3 separate regions of the Sus scrofa genome follow, and regions 2 and 3 are each linked to region 1. The links are chromatin contacts, called in public HiChIP or PLAC-seq maps. All regions are on one chromosome and are shown on one strand. The core of a region is the stretch at or near the end of the contact, and the rest is flanking DNA. Distances in the headings are between cores, read along the strand shown.

Region 1 (4,389 bases), core at 1,171-3,670:
TCTTCTGTGGCATTGAAGTTTGGCCCCGCTGGGCCAGGAAAGGCTATCTGGGTCACATCCAGCACGTGCTGGACCCCAGAGCAGTTGGAGGGCAGGATTCCAGCAGATCTTTGCCAGAATTGGACCTGCAGGTTGCTGCCAAGGGCTTCTGCCAACCAGCCAGAGTACAGGTCTGTAGAGGATGGAAAGGCATGGGCAAGGTCAAGGACACTGCTTGGGATTCCCTAGGCCAATTCTCTCTGAACTCAGTTCCCTCCATTCCTGATAACCTAGGAAATTTATGGTTATTTAAGATTTAAATCTAAGACTAATAGTCCTGGAATTCCCATTGTGGCTTAGTGAGTTAAAAATCCAACTAGTGTCCGTGAGGATGCAGGTTTGATCCCTGGCCTACCTCAGTAGGTTAAGGATCTGGTGTTGCTGTGGCTGAGATGTAGGCTGGCAGCTGCAGCTCTGATTCGACCCCTAGCCTGGGAACTTCCATATTGTCAGGGGTGTGGCCCAAAAAAAAAAGAAAAAGAAGAAAAAAAAAGAGTAATAGTCCTTACTAACTACTTTATATGCATCCCTTCACTCATGATGGCCCTTTAAAATGGTACCCCCATTTTTCAGATAACCCAGTTCAGGCCCTGATTAAACCAGCATTACATAGCCAGAAACCAATATTTGAACCCAGGTCTAGTGCTTGTTTACCTCTCATGCAATTGACTCCCAAAGTGTCCTCCTCTCTGTCCCTGACCTGTCCTCAACCATGGATAAACCCTCTGTGCAGAGAAAGAGTTCAACCCTCATTCTCAGGGCTCACCGTCTCCAAAGTTTCCACACTTAGCAAAGCTCTGGAATGAGGCCCCTGCTTTTGATGTGAGTGTTACACTGCTGTTCCAGGGTTCCTGGAGAACATGATGGCCCTTGACTACCTCCTCCAGGTAGGGGAATTTCCTGGCGAAGTCTCCCTCCAGCTTGTAATCATACACCATGGGGTAGGTGTAGGTCAGCTGTCTGCCTAGAGGGCAAGGGGAGAAGAAAATGAGGGACTGTTTCAAGTTGCTGGCTTGGGAATCAGGGACTCACCCGCCTCCCTGTCTCCACTTACTGATATTCAGGAACTGGGTGAGAGGGAAAGATACGCAGATCAGTGTCTGCCCATAGGTTCGGGCGCTAGGAGGCCAGCTGTATGCAGCAGAGGAGGAAGGTGGAGGGAAGTTTGGAACGCTGTGGATTAGCCAGAAGCCCCCTTCTTGGTCCAGGAGCAGTACACCTGAACCAAAAATTGGGGGTCAGGGGGACTGCTTGAGGCAGTCACAGGCAAGCACATGTGCAACCAGGAACACTCTTTGTCTGGAGATTGTGGAGGCAGTGTCAGGACCACTGCTGAGCTCAGATTCCACAGCCATAAATTCTCATAGCCCAGAAGAAGGACAACATTGATGTAAGGAAAAACAGGAGCTCCACTGTGGCACAAAGGGCTTGTTGGAGGCTAGGAAACACTGGGACTTGGGTTTGATCTCCGACCCCACACAGCACAGTGGGTTAACCCCAAATGGTGGGTTAAGGACCTGGCTTCAGCTTAGGTTGAGACTGTGGCTGGGATCTGATCCCTGGCCTGGGAACTCCTTATGCCTCCGGGCAGCCAAAAATGAAAAAAAAAAGAAAAAGAAAAAGGAAAAACATGCCTAGGGTCTGACAGAACAGTCCCCCCTCATCCTCACCCCCACCCCCCGGCCCAGGATAAGCTGGGGAAAATGCAGAGGGAAACCAAAACCCTTTCCCCGCACCCCCAGTCTGGCCTCACCCTTCGTGTGCCCACGGTTGAAGAGTGCTGAGATCCTCTGTATTTAGGCGGTTGATCATTGTAGAGCAGGAAAGCTAGCTGGGGAAGATGGACAAGGGCAACGTGAAGGTTTCCCGCGGGTCAGGCCCACTCTAGAGTCCTACCGAAAGTTCCACCCTGGGGGTCCCTTCACCTGGCTGGTGTTTCGGTACAGCGGCAGCAGGCTGCGGCCCAAGGCGCCTGTGGAGCTGTTGATGGACCCCGCGCCGTCGCGCCAGCCTCCTGACTCCTCGTCCAAGTACTTGTACCGGAGCCCGCTCTGAGCCACATCTCCGGGACTGCTGTGGGCCGGCAGCTTGTAGACAACGAACCTGGACGTTGGAGAACGGACAGAAATGAAGAGATGGAACCCCAGTCCTCACCCAGGAGTGCAGCAATCCCCGGAGCGCCCGCCTTCTCACCAGTCCACAGGCTGCCCCGAGTCTCCGTAGCAGGTCAGGGTCCCCACAGGGACCCAGAGCAGCGCGGCCAATAGCAGGGGGCTCAGCGTGGCCATACAGCTAAAGGTCTAGGAATCTGTGTTGGGACAGCGAGGCGCGGGGGTCACGAGCTCTGCCCAGCCCGGCCCCTTTTGACTTTCACTTCCCCAAACCCCAAACCCGGGACTTCACGAGGACAGAGACTCCGCCCGCGAGTCGAGAATCAGAGATTTGAAAAGGCGGGGAGGGCGGTGGGGGGCGCGGGGCTTCCTTTTGGGCAAGTCACTCCCGTAGGCTCCCACCCCCGCTCCGGCCTGTGTGCAGCCAGCTCCTGCTGGTGGCGGACTGGTCCCGGATAGACTCCACCCTCTGGCTCGGCATAGACCACGCCCCCTCACGGCAAGGTGGTTCCCTTCTCTGAGCTCCGACTCTGCTCCTGGCCAATCACAGCACACGTTTCTTCACTAGGCCCTGCCTCCGTCTCTTTCAATTCGGGCTAATCTCAATCAACACTCTTGCATGTAACCTCGTTCTACTCCATCACTCTGACCCTGGCTTCTTGTTTGCTCTCTCTCGCTTTCTCTCTCTCTTTTTTCTTTTTCTTTTTCTTTTTTTCTTTTTTTGTAGCACGTGGAGCTTCCCAGGCTAGGGGTCCAATTGGAGCTGTAGTCGCCAGCCTACACCACAGCCACAGCAACACCTGATCCTTAGCCCACTGAGAGAGGCCCACGATTGAACCTAGGTACTCATGTTTAATAGATTCTTTTCCGCTGAGCCATGACGGGAACTCCTCTCTCTCTCCCTCTCCCTCACCCTCAGCCTAGCCTTTTCTCTCTCTCTCTTTAGGGCCGTACCTGAGGCATAGAGAAGTTCCCAGGCTAGGGGACCAGTCAGAGCTGCAGCAGCTGGCCCAAGCCACAGCAATGCGGGATCCGAGCCTCATCTGCGACCTACGCCTGCAGCTTACGGCAACACCAGATCCTTACCCACTGAGCGAGGTCAGGGATGGAACCCGCATCCTCATCAACAATATGTCAGGTTCTTAACCCATTGGACCACAACGGGAACTCCCAAGGTTTGCTCTCTTAAAAGGCGCTTGGGGAGTTCCCGTCGTGGCTCAGTGGTTAACGAATCCTACTAGGAACCATGAGGTTGAGGGTTCTATCCCTGGCTTTGCTCAGTGGGTTAAGGACCCGGCATTGCCGTGAGCTGTGGTGTAGGTTGCAGACACGGCTCAGATCCCGTGTTGCTGTGGCTCTGGTGTAGGCCGGTGGCTACAGCTCCAATTAGACCCTTATCCTGGGAACCTCCATATGCCGTGGGAGTGGCCCAAGAAATGGCAAAAAGACAAAAAGACAAAAAAAAAAAAAAAAAGGCGCTTGGGCTCCTGGTCCTCCCGCTTCATTCTGCGTGTCCCACCCCCACCCCCCACCCCCAAGATTCGAGGGTTCACTTTGGATTGCGGCAGGGTGAAGGATGCTGGGGCTCTGGCACCCAGCTGAGGGTTCTTAAATGGAGGATGTGAACGTCCCTGGATTTCAAGGCAGGAGGCAAGAACCAGGTAGCTTGACCTTGGGGTGGGGGAGCGGCCAAGGCCTGCTGTGCCCAAAGAGGATTGCCCAGCCTTATGATATGAGGGTGAGAGTGTGTGTTTGCCCCCACCCCATACCACCTCTGAGGTTACAGCTTCCTCCCATCTTCCAGCACCCAAAACCCACGAAGTCAGACAAACACTGAAGCTTTATCTGGGAGGGGCATTTTTACAGGACCCATAACCATTCACAGCAGATGCCAGCCACTATGTGGAGCTTCAGGAGTCACAGTGTGAAGTCTTCTAGAACCAGGGTCTCTGACAAGCCTCATCCCACAACCCCTTCAGCTTTCTAGGGCCACCTATGAACTGGTCTGATGGTCCAGCTCTCTGAGGGTCTGTCTCTTTGTCAGAAGTGTTTAAGTGTCCACCCGAGTCCATTTATTTGGAGGTCTATCTTGCCGGGTCTATGTGACTGTGTGTCACTGTGTGGCTCCCTGTGGTCAAGGACATGTGGGAGCTTTCACTGGAGGCTCCCTCAGGTCTCTCTATGGGCCAGTCCTTGATCTTATGGTGGATCTGTGGGGCCAAGAGTCCTGACAAGGGTT
Region 2 (4,389 bases), core at 1,271-3,770, 180 kb before region 1:
CAGAAGCTGGGCTGGGCTTCCTCTTTTCACTTCCTTAGAAGAAGCTCACCCTGGCGCACCAAGTTCCGCACCATTTCCTGCGTTGCATTTGTCTGCTGGTGCCACCAACGGGAGAAGAAGGCAATTTCCACATAGACGAAGCGGCGAGTGGGCTCCATCAGCAGGGAAGAGATGACTGAGTCTAGGATGTACTGCACGCCCGCATGCTGGACATCGTTCTGGACTGTGGGCACAGGGGTCAGGCACTCAGGGACCAGCAAGCCAAGAGCAGCATTTTTTTTTTCTTTGCTTTTTAGGGCCGCATCTGTAGCATATGGACATTCTCAGGCTAGGGGTCCAATTGGAGCTGGCTTACACCACAGCCACAAGGCCAGGTCCGAACTGCATCTGCCACCTACACCACAGCTCAGGGCAATGCCGGATCCTTAGCCCACTGAGTGAGGCCAGGGACCAAACCTGCATCCTCAGGGATACTAATCGGGTTCATAACCTACTGAGCCATGACAGGAATTCCAAGGGCAATCTTCTTAGACACAGAAGCCCAAGCTGGGCATCACCCTATTGCCCAGAACTAAAAAAGGATTTGAGGGGCTCTGAGGAGCCATAGGAGTCCCGGCGGTCAGTCCCCACCCTCTACTCACTGCCATAAAAGTACTGGTCCACAGTCTTGAGCCAGCCCACGTCATCATGTGTGTGGGCCACCAGGTGCACGTTCAGCATGTCCGGCTCCACCTTGGGGCATGTCTGCATAGGGACCCCAAACACACTCTCATATACTTTGTCAGTAACCCCAAGGTTAAGAGGCAGGCTGCAGTGGGGGGTTGGAGAGGACACAAGGTAAGTCTTGATTTAGAGGCAAGAGACTGAAGTGGGTCCAGGCCCTCCCAGGAAGGACACATAATTATGTCACAGATGCAACTCCCAATGGCACCATTTCTTAGAGCACCTCTCATTCACACCCTGGAGAAATAGTAGTAGGTAATGTTTCTTAAACATTTGCAAATACCAAGCAGCCACCCTGGGGTTCGGGGACAATATTTCCTGTTTTCAGACACTGAGGATCAGAGAGGGTAAGTGTTTGGGTAAGGTCATGTAGCCAGGAAGTGAAAGAGCCAGACTGCAATTTCAGGCAGACTCCCAGCTCTCAACAAGCCCCCAGGCCACACACATAGCTAGTAGCTGGCTCACACCCAATCACACAGGTAATGTAACTGAGCAGGGCCTTGTGGGGCTCTTGGGCACAAAAGCCTTTCTGTGCCCCCCATTTCTTGTTCTTAAGAAATTAGCCTCATTCAGCTTCCATAACCCTCCCTGAGTTACCAGGGAGGTTCAGACAGTTGCCGAACAGGGAAGCAAGGAGATACAAAGACAAGGGAGGAACAGTCAAGAAAAAATAGTACAGCCTTGGGACAGGATCCTGGTTCCCTCTCAAGGGATACACATAATAATATAGGCATCTTATACGCTTAAGAGAAAAGTTATATTACTTATGCTTCTTTTAGAAATGAACACTTTAAAATTGAACAGCTTAGAGTCTTTCCTTGTCCTTCTCCCTGGCTTAACTGCACCCTAAACAGTCACAGGTAAACTAAAGATTAAGCGTCCTGAGCACAATTGCCTGTGGATTAAATATTATTAGCACATGATTTTTTTTCAGGAACTTCCCTAGTTTGTTCTAATCTCTGATCAATATACCCTTTTCCCAAGTACTGTTTTTCTAGGCGACAACCCAGAAGACCACCATTGTGATCATGCTGATATCTCCTGACTCCAGCTTTGAAGACTAAGATCCCCCCCAAAGAAAGAAGAATGCATGTTTGTTCCAATCCTTGATTCCTATTTGAAAATCTGTCTTCCTTCTTTTTACTATAAAACTCCTAGCAATTCTTTCCAATGGCATTGGGAGGGCACAGTCTTTAGGGTATTAGCCTGCTGTGACCCTCCTTTGCCTGGCAAAGCAATAAAGCTATTTTTTTTCTCCTTCACCCAAAACTCTGTCTCTGAGTTTCTATTAGGCAACGGTGGACAGAGGCCAATCTTCAGCAACGGTAAATGTATGCAGAGTCCAGGTAAGCCAACCCGCAGAAGCAAGGGAGGCAGATACAGACAGCGCCATTCTCAGACACACACAGCCAGACCTCTCAATGACACCAAGCATATGCTCAGACCATGCTGTCATATTAGCAACCAGTCACTAGTCACCACAGAACTGAGCCACCCACAGACCCGAATCCTACTGGGAGCTTCACTCTGGAAGTTGAAGGACATTTCCGCTCGCGGGCCCACGCTCACCTGGTATCCGGCGGCCCAAACGCCGTGCGCCGCCAGCAACAACAAAAAAAGGAAGGAGAAAGGCGGGAGCGGTGGCTGCAGCGCGCCGGAGCGCTTCCGGGACCCCGCCTCGTCCTGGCCGCCACCAGCGCGGACCCCCCAAAACCGCGCCTCGGCAACCATGGCTCTGCTGCGGCCGCCACTGCCTCCAGGGGTTTCCCGTGCCGGGCCTAGGCTCAGCAAAGGCCCCGCCCCCAGGATTCGGCTTGACCAATGGGTGCCAGCGAGGGCGGGGCTAGGGTGTGGCCTAGAGAGTCACGAGACGGAGATAGTAGCTCTGGGTACCCTGGGGGCCTAGGAGTACAGCGAGGCCCTGGGTGTGTGTAGCCCCTCCCGGCGCTGGTTTCCTCAGAAAATGTTTTAGTCTAGCTGCTTCCTTGGAGGTAGGAGCAGGGGTCTCAGATTTTCCTACGGGTGCTGGGGTTTGCCTTGGAAGTAAAATATGTGCGTAGAATCCTAGGGTATGCCGTTGACCTTCAGGGCTAGGGTCCGCCAGGAACCTAGCTTGGCCAGGAGCAGAGGTTAATGGGTGCCCTTTTCTGTCCTACGGATTGAGACATTGAGTAAAGGAATTGCCTCTTACAGCGCTGGGGAGGGGTGGCATCCAGCCTTGGGAGAGACACGGATGTCCTCTGGAGAGGAGAGTGAGAACTTCACAGGTAAGGGAAAACGGTTTTTCTTGCCTTCCCTGGTCCCTACCAGTACATCTGACTTGCTTACAGTACCCCCATTCCCCTGATAAGAAAACCAAAGCCCAGGAGTTCCCATTGTGGCGCAGTGGTTAACAAATCCGACTAGGAACCAGGAGGTTGCAGGTTCGATCCCTGGCCTTGCCCAGTGGGTTAAGGATCCGGTGTTGCTGTGAGCTGTGGTCGCAGACGCGGCTTGGATCCCGCATTGCTGTGGCTATGGCGTAGACTGGAAGCTACAGCTCCGATTAGACCCCAGCCTGGGAACCTCCATATGCAGCAGGAAGCTACCCTAGAAAAGGCAAAAAAAAAAAGAAAAAAGAAAGAAAACCAAAGCCCAGATTCCTCAGATTAGCCCTGCTGCCAGAGGGCAAAGATCACTGTTCTGTCTCTGGCAGGGGACTTAGGGCTGGAGGCGTGTGAAATAAGAAAACTACCCTGAAGTCTCCAAACTAAGGCTCCCACCCAAGGTCTGACAGAGTGGAAGAACTGGAGCCCTTCCCCCTGCTAAGACAAGCACCCACAATGCACCGGAGAGTGAGGTCACAGAGAACATCCAGAATGCAAAACTTTATTAACTGGTTTCAACATGAAAATGATTGGAAACATGGACAGCACCTCCCCCAGCAGCAGGCAGGGTGGGGAAGGCAGGCAGGAGTGGGTTGGCCTATGCAATTCCCCTCGCTGCCTCAGCAGAAGTGGGATCCCAGGGACAGAGCCAAGTTCCCTCCATCCACCTGCTGGCCCTGAGACTACCTCACCCAGAGAAGCCCAGGACTGCAGTTGAGGGCCAGAGACTGAGTAGCCAAGGCCCAGGCCTAGGGCAAGGTGGACAGAGGGGTCCAGGATGGGACCCCTCTAGGCTGACATCACCAGGGGGGCGTCATGGGCTGAGGGTTCTGCAGATACGACATCACCACAGCAGAGATGGACAGCCTGAGACAGGAGAGAGGAGTCAGTCCAGGATGGATAGGCTTGGGGATCCCCTCCCCTTACCCAGGAGTCCCTCCCTCTCCAGGCCCAGGCTCACATGAAGCTACTCATCATCTGTTTAGTGTCCTCAGAGCTCCGGGAGTTGGCAAAGCTGATGAAGGAACAGTAGACGGCAACCCAAGCGCACCACTTCAGCTGGGAGAGGTAAGTGGATGGATGGGTTAGGTCAGTGAGAGGCACCCTAATGAGCCCACATAAGGGCCATTCCCAGGCACCAGTGCCAACCCCAAGTCCACCTGGTGCAGCTCAAACCTTGCCCCACAAAGTCCCACAGTCCCAGGCCCCCATAGCTAACTCCGGTACCAAAGCACTGGTCCTACTCCCTTGTCCTGCATGTCTGACCCCACATCCCCTCAGGCCTAAGGAGAATGGCCCT
Region 3 (4,389 bases), core at 881-3,380, 160 kb before region 1:
CCCTAGAAAAGGCAAAAAGAAAAAAAAAGAACCTAGAGTCTCTGGCCAAAGTTGTTCTTTATAATAGGATAGCCCTTATCTTTTTTTTTTTTTTTTTTTCCATTTTTGGCCACCCTGCAGCATATATGGAGTTCCCGGGCAGGGATCAGATCCGAGCTGCAGTCATGACCTAAGCTGCAACTGTAGCAATACTAGATCCTTAACCCACTGTGCAGGGCCAGAGATGGAACCTGTGACCCAGCACTCCCAAGATGCAGCCGATCCTGTTGTGCCATAGCAGGAACTCCAACCTTGGTTATCTTTTAGCTGAGCAAGGAGTGTCTGTGCTGTGACCAACACCACCTGCTGCGCCTGGATTAACTCTTCTGGGGAAGTTGAAACTCAGTTTCATAATAACCCATATGAGCAAAAAGTTTTTTAAAAAAATTGCTATAAGTATGTGTATAACTGATTACTTTGCTACACACCTGAAACTAACACAGCATTGTAAGTCAACTATACTCCAATGAAATAAACAATTTTCAAAAAAGAAGAAAAGAACCTCAATTATGTAAAAGCACTGAGCAAGCCAGTTTGCTTAAGTTGACTCCTAGCAAAAAAAAAAAAAAAAAAAAAAAAAAAAGGGCGGGGGGAGTTCCTGTTGTGGCTCAGTGGAACAAACAGGACTAGTATCCATAAGGATGCGGATTCAATCCCTGGCCTGGCTCAGTGGGTTAAGGATCTGTGGGTTAAGGATCTGGCGTTGCTGTGGCTGTGGTGCAGGCCAGCAGCTGCAGCTCTGATTTGACTCCTAGCCTGGGAATTTCCATATGCTAGAGGTGTGGCCCTAAAAAGCCAAAAAAAAAAAAAAAAAAAAAAAAAAAAAGTGACTCCTTCAATGGGATACTCTTTGATATATTTTAATTTTGACTGGTTTGAGTGCTGAGGACCACAGCTCCAAAGCGCACTCCAAACACTGCAAATTATCCTGTTTATTTTAATCATAATAATCTCCCTGGTGCACCATATTCTCTCAAGAGCTTTAAATGTATATTCACAGCCGCTAACCACCAAGCAGAATATCTCCCTAAAACATCAGAAAAGGAACAAGAGAATGACCAACTTAAAGATGGTGAACCTGAAGCCAGTCAGGACCTGTGAATATCACAGAGGTTAAGCAAAAATATAAAAACCTATGAACACCATGCAAAGGAACAACAAAAACTACAATAACCTCAAACACAGCAGTGGGTAATGGCTCTCACACCTGAAGTGTTTTTTTATTTGTTGGTTTGGTTGGGCCACCCTCGCCCCCATGTGGAAGTTTCTGGGCCAGAGATCAAACAGGCGCCACAGCAACAACCCTAGCTGCTGCAGAGACAAATCCTTAACCCACTGAGCCACAAGGGAACTCCTCAAGCCTTTTTTTTAAATTTTATTTCTTTTTTTTTTTATCTTTCCAAGCCTTAAGTTTTGATTACACCTCTCAGTCAAGCTGAGAGTCCAATCAAAAGAGGGGCACTGTTTAAAAAAAAAAAACCACAGGCCCAAAACGGAGTCACTTGGACTAGGGCCAAGCCACCAAAGCAGGGCCTAATACCTAACTTAATTGAAGCTTCAACCTCCTCCAAAAAAATGTAGTTTTAAGAGTTCACTCAGTATTTTTCTGATCAGCACCAAACGCATTAGTCTGTTACAGAGTGCCTCTCCCGTCTCCATCCCCCAAAAAGAAGACGAGGTAACCATCACCTAATAAGACCCTTTTTTCCCCAAAAAGGAAGTGACTTAATCTAAAATAATCCTTTTTTCTTATGACTTCCTTGCCCTGCCTTCAAAAAACTTTCCATTTCCGTAGCCCTTAAGAGCCCCTTCCCCCCCTTGCTAGATGGGATACTGCCCAATCCATGAATCGTTTGATAAAGCCAATTAGAAACTTAAAATTTACAGCTGTTTTTCGTTTTTTTAACACCATGACAACTAGGATCCTCACCTCAGCACTTTGTTAGGCCTCCGTGGGTCCGACATACTGTTAGCGGACATAGCGAGTCAGAAGTCGCGCCTCTTCCGCTGCGGGTGTCGCAGCTTCTGGCAGCTTCCGATGTGGAAACGGAGGAAGGCTTTTGGAGTAACGCCCTCAGCCCTCGTGCTTCCGTTCCTAACGGCGGGGGCCGGAACTCTCCCAGCTAGGGGAAAGAATTGGAAGCCAAAAGTATTCCTAGAAAACAGGAAATGGGAAAAGAAAGTGAAAACTGGAAACAGGCTTCAGTATTCCCAATATTATCTCCAAAAAGCTGAAACTATTGAATCCGGAAGTGATAAATAGGAAGTAGACCATAGAGGACAATAATAAGGTTACACCCAGAGCAAGGAAAGCTTCGGTGGCGAGGAAGGGAGCCGAGTGCGATGGCTTTCCCTGAGCCAAAGCCACGTGGCCCGGAGCTGCCACAGAAACGGTTGAAGACATTGGACTGCGGGCAGGGGGCTGTGCGAGCCGTGCGATTTAATGGTGAGCGCCCTTATCTCATTCCGGGTCCTCCTCCCTCCTCCTGAGATCGGAGACCCAGTAACCCCTGCCTGGTGTTCCCCAGTGGATGGCAATTACTGTCTGACTTGCGGCAGTGACAAGACCCTGAAACTGTGGAACCCGCTGCGGGGGACGCTACTGCGGACATACAGCGGCCACGGCTATGAGGTGCTGGACGCGGCCGGGTGAGCTGAGGGCCAGGCCAGAATATGGGCGCTGAGGCTGTGATCAGAGGTCGACGTTAACCTTCCCTCCTCTGCCCTCTAGCTCCTTTGACAACAGCAGTCTCTGTTCTGGCGGCGGGGACAAGGCCGTGGTGCTGTGGGATGTGGCATCAGGGCAGGTCGTGCGAAAATTTCGGGGCCATGCTGGGGTGAGTGCAAGCAAGAAGGTGGCCTAATTGGAGAGGATGGTCATTTGCATGAAGGTGGTGACAGGGACCACCATTTGCTCAGTTACAGCACAAGGATCCTCCCCTTCCCCAAGGGTCGTCTTACCAAGCCCTGTCCTTGTAGTTCCCCACAAACCTTTCACCTCCCCTACCCCTAGCTTTTTCCCTTGCCTTTATCCCCATCCTCCAAAGTCCAGCTTCTCTAAATAGCAGTTCCATTTCACAGAAGGTGAACACAGTGCAGTTTAATGAAGAGGCCACAGTTATCCTGTCTGGTGAGTGCGGGGCCTAGGCAGGTGGGCCCAGGGTGCTGCTTCTGTCCCCCAAACCTGATCCACCTTCATGCTGACCACACAGGCTCTATCGATTCCAGTGTGCGCTGCTGGGACTGCCGCTCTCGGAAACCTGAGCCAGTACAGACGCTGGATGAAGCCAGGGATGGCATATCCAGTGTGAAGGTGTCGGACCATGAAGTCCTGGCAGGGTGAGTGGGGCCAGGACCTTGCCCCTCCCCAGGTGCCAGGAGGGATCGTAGCTGCTTCTGTCCGAAAATTAAAATCTGCTCTCCTCGCTTTGCTTACAAGGCCCTCTATGGTCTAGTCCCTGTTGTACTCTGAGCTTTTATTCATTCCTGGCCTCATTTCTGTTAAATATGCCACACATGCTCCCACCCCAGGACCTCCTTTTGCAATTGCTCTTCCCTCTGCCTGGACCGCCCCTCTGCTACTCATTCAGAGTATATCTGAACACCTCCTGCAGGTCACTTTTTTAGTCAGTGAGCATACAGCAATGAACAAGATAGGGAAATAAGGAAAAACACCTGCCCACATAAAGTCGACATTCTAGCTACAGGAGGCAAACAACTGAAAAAAAAAAAAAAAAAAACCACGCAGAGCTGCCTAAGCATTGCCACAGCCTGAGTGTCATTTCACACCTTGAGTGGTGGGGGAGCATTTGGACTGCACAGCCTGTGGGCTGGCCCACTTCCCACACATCTCCACTTGGACTGCAAACGGTTGGCTCCTTCTCATCCCCAAGTCCCAATTCAGATGCTACCTCCTCAGGGCGGGGATTACCCTCAGTCATCAAGGCTCTATGTTGGCAGCAAGTGCCTCTGGCTTGGCAGCACCTGTGTCCCCAAGCCCCCACATGGGGTCTGGCCCTGAGAGGGAGCTTGGTACAAATCCAAAACAGATGGAACGGGACCTGGTTGGCCCCTAGGTCCGAGTCTCAAAGCCAGTGCCTCAGGGAGCTCCCGCTGTGACACAATGGGATTGGCAGCATCTTGGGAGCCACTGGGACACAGGCCCAGCATGGTGAGTTAGGGATCAGGCATTGCTGCAGCTGTGGCTTAGGTCAAGACTGTGGCTCCAACCTGATCCCTGGCCCAAAAGCTCCATATGCTTTGGGCCAGCCAAAAATGACAAAAAAAAAAAAAGCCAGTGAAGTTCCTGTTGTGGCGCAGTGGTTAACAAATCCGACTAGGAACCATGAG

What was found. HiChIP or PLAC-seq counts read pairs in DNA pulled down with a chosen protein or histone mark.
Region 2: a contact with region 1 is called in an H3K27ac HiChIP or PLAC-seq map of alveolar macrophages. The contact joins the promoter of MAN2B1 here to the promoter of DNASE2 in region 1. A contact is called at or near these places in 3 of 47 Hi-C or Micro-C datasets (mesenteric adipose tissue, retroperitoneal adipose tissue and subcutaneous adipose tissue) and 1 of 2 datasets of contacts at active chromatin or transcription factors (alveolar macrophages).
Region 3: a contact with region 1 is called in an H3K27ac HiChIP or PLAC-seq map of alveolar macrophages. The contact joins the promoter of WDR83 here to the promoter of DNASE2 in region 1. A contact is called at or near these places in 2 of 2 datasets of contacts at active chromatin or transcription factors (alveolar macrophages and skeletal muscle).

The regions. Positions count from the first base shown.
Region 1 is chr2:66,148,102-66,152,490 of Sscrofa11.1, reverse strand. DNASE2 (deoxyribonuclease 2, lysosomal) reads right to left here and starts at 2,420. Exons shown (of 7, transcript NM_214196.1): 1 at 2,233-2,420; 2 at 1,965-2,142; 3 at 1,814-1,870; 4 at 1,793-1,811; 5 at 1,094-1,258; 6 at 806-1,003; 7 at 1-172. The coding sequence starts at 2,327. KLF1 (Kruppel like factor 1) reads right to left here. Exons shown (of 3, transcript NM_001134350.2): 3 at 3,991-4,389.
Region 2 is chr2:66,327,182-66,331,570 of Sscrofa11.1, reverse strand. MAN2B1 (lysosomal alpha-mannosidase) reads right to left here and starts at 2,520. Exons shown (of 24, transcript XM_003123314.4): 1 at 2,293-2,520; 2 at 642-744; 3 at 50-223. The coding sequence starts at 2,454. It overlaps WDR83OS (WD repeat domain 83 opposite strand), which reads right to left. Exons shown (of 4, transcript NM_001001645.1): 3 at 4,051-4,148; 4 at 3,576-3,956. The coding sequence ends at 3,890. It overlaps LOC100736972 (a long non-coding RNA gene), which reads left to right and starts at 2,560. Exons shown (of 6, transcript XR_002341622.1): 1 at 2,560-2,714; 2 at 2,917-2,990; 3 at 4,076-4,157.
Region 3 is chr2:66,310,580-66,314,968 of Sscrofa11.1, reverse strand. WDR83 (WD repeat domain-containing protein 83) reads left to right here and starts at 2,130. Exons shown (of 9, transcript XM_003123321.6): 1 at 2,130-2,485; 2 at 2,568-2,688; 3 at 2,771-2,876; 4 at 3,121-3,169; 5 at 3,252-3,378. The coding sequence starts at 2,383. WDR83OS (WD repeat domain 83 opposite strand) reads right to left here and starts at 2,049. Exons shown (of 4, transcript NM_001001645.1): 1 at 1,970-2,049. The coding sequence starts at 2,019. LOC100736972 (a long non-coding RNA gene) reads left to right here. Exons shown (of 6, transcript XR_002341622.1): 6 at 1-529.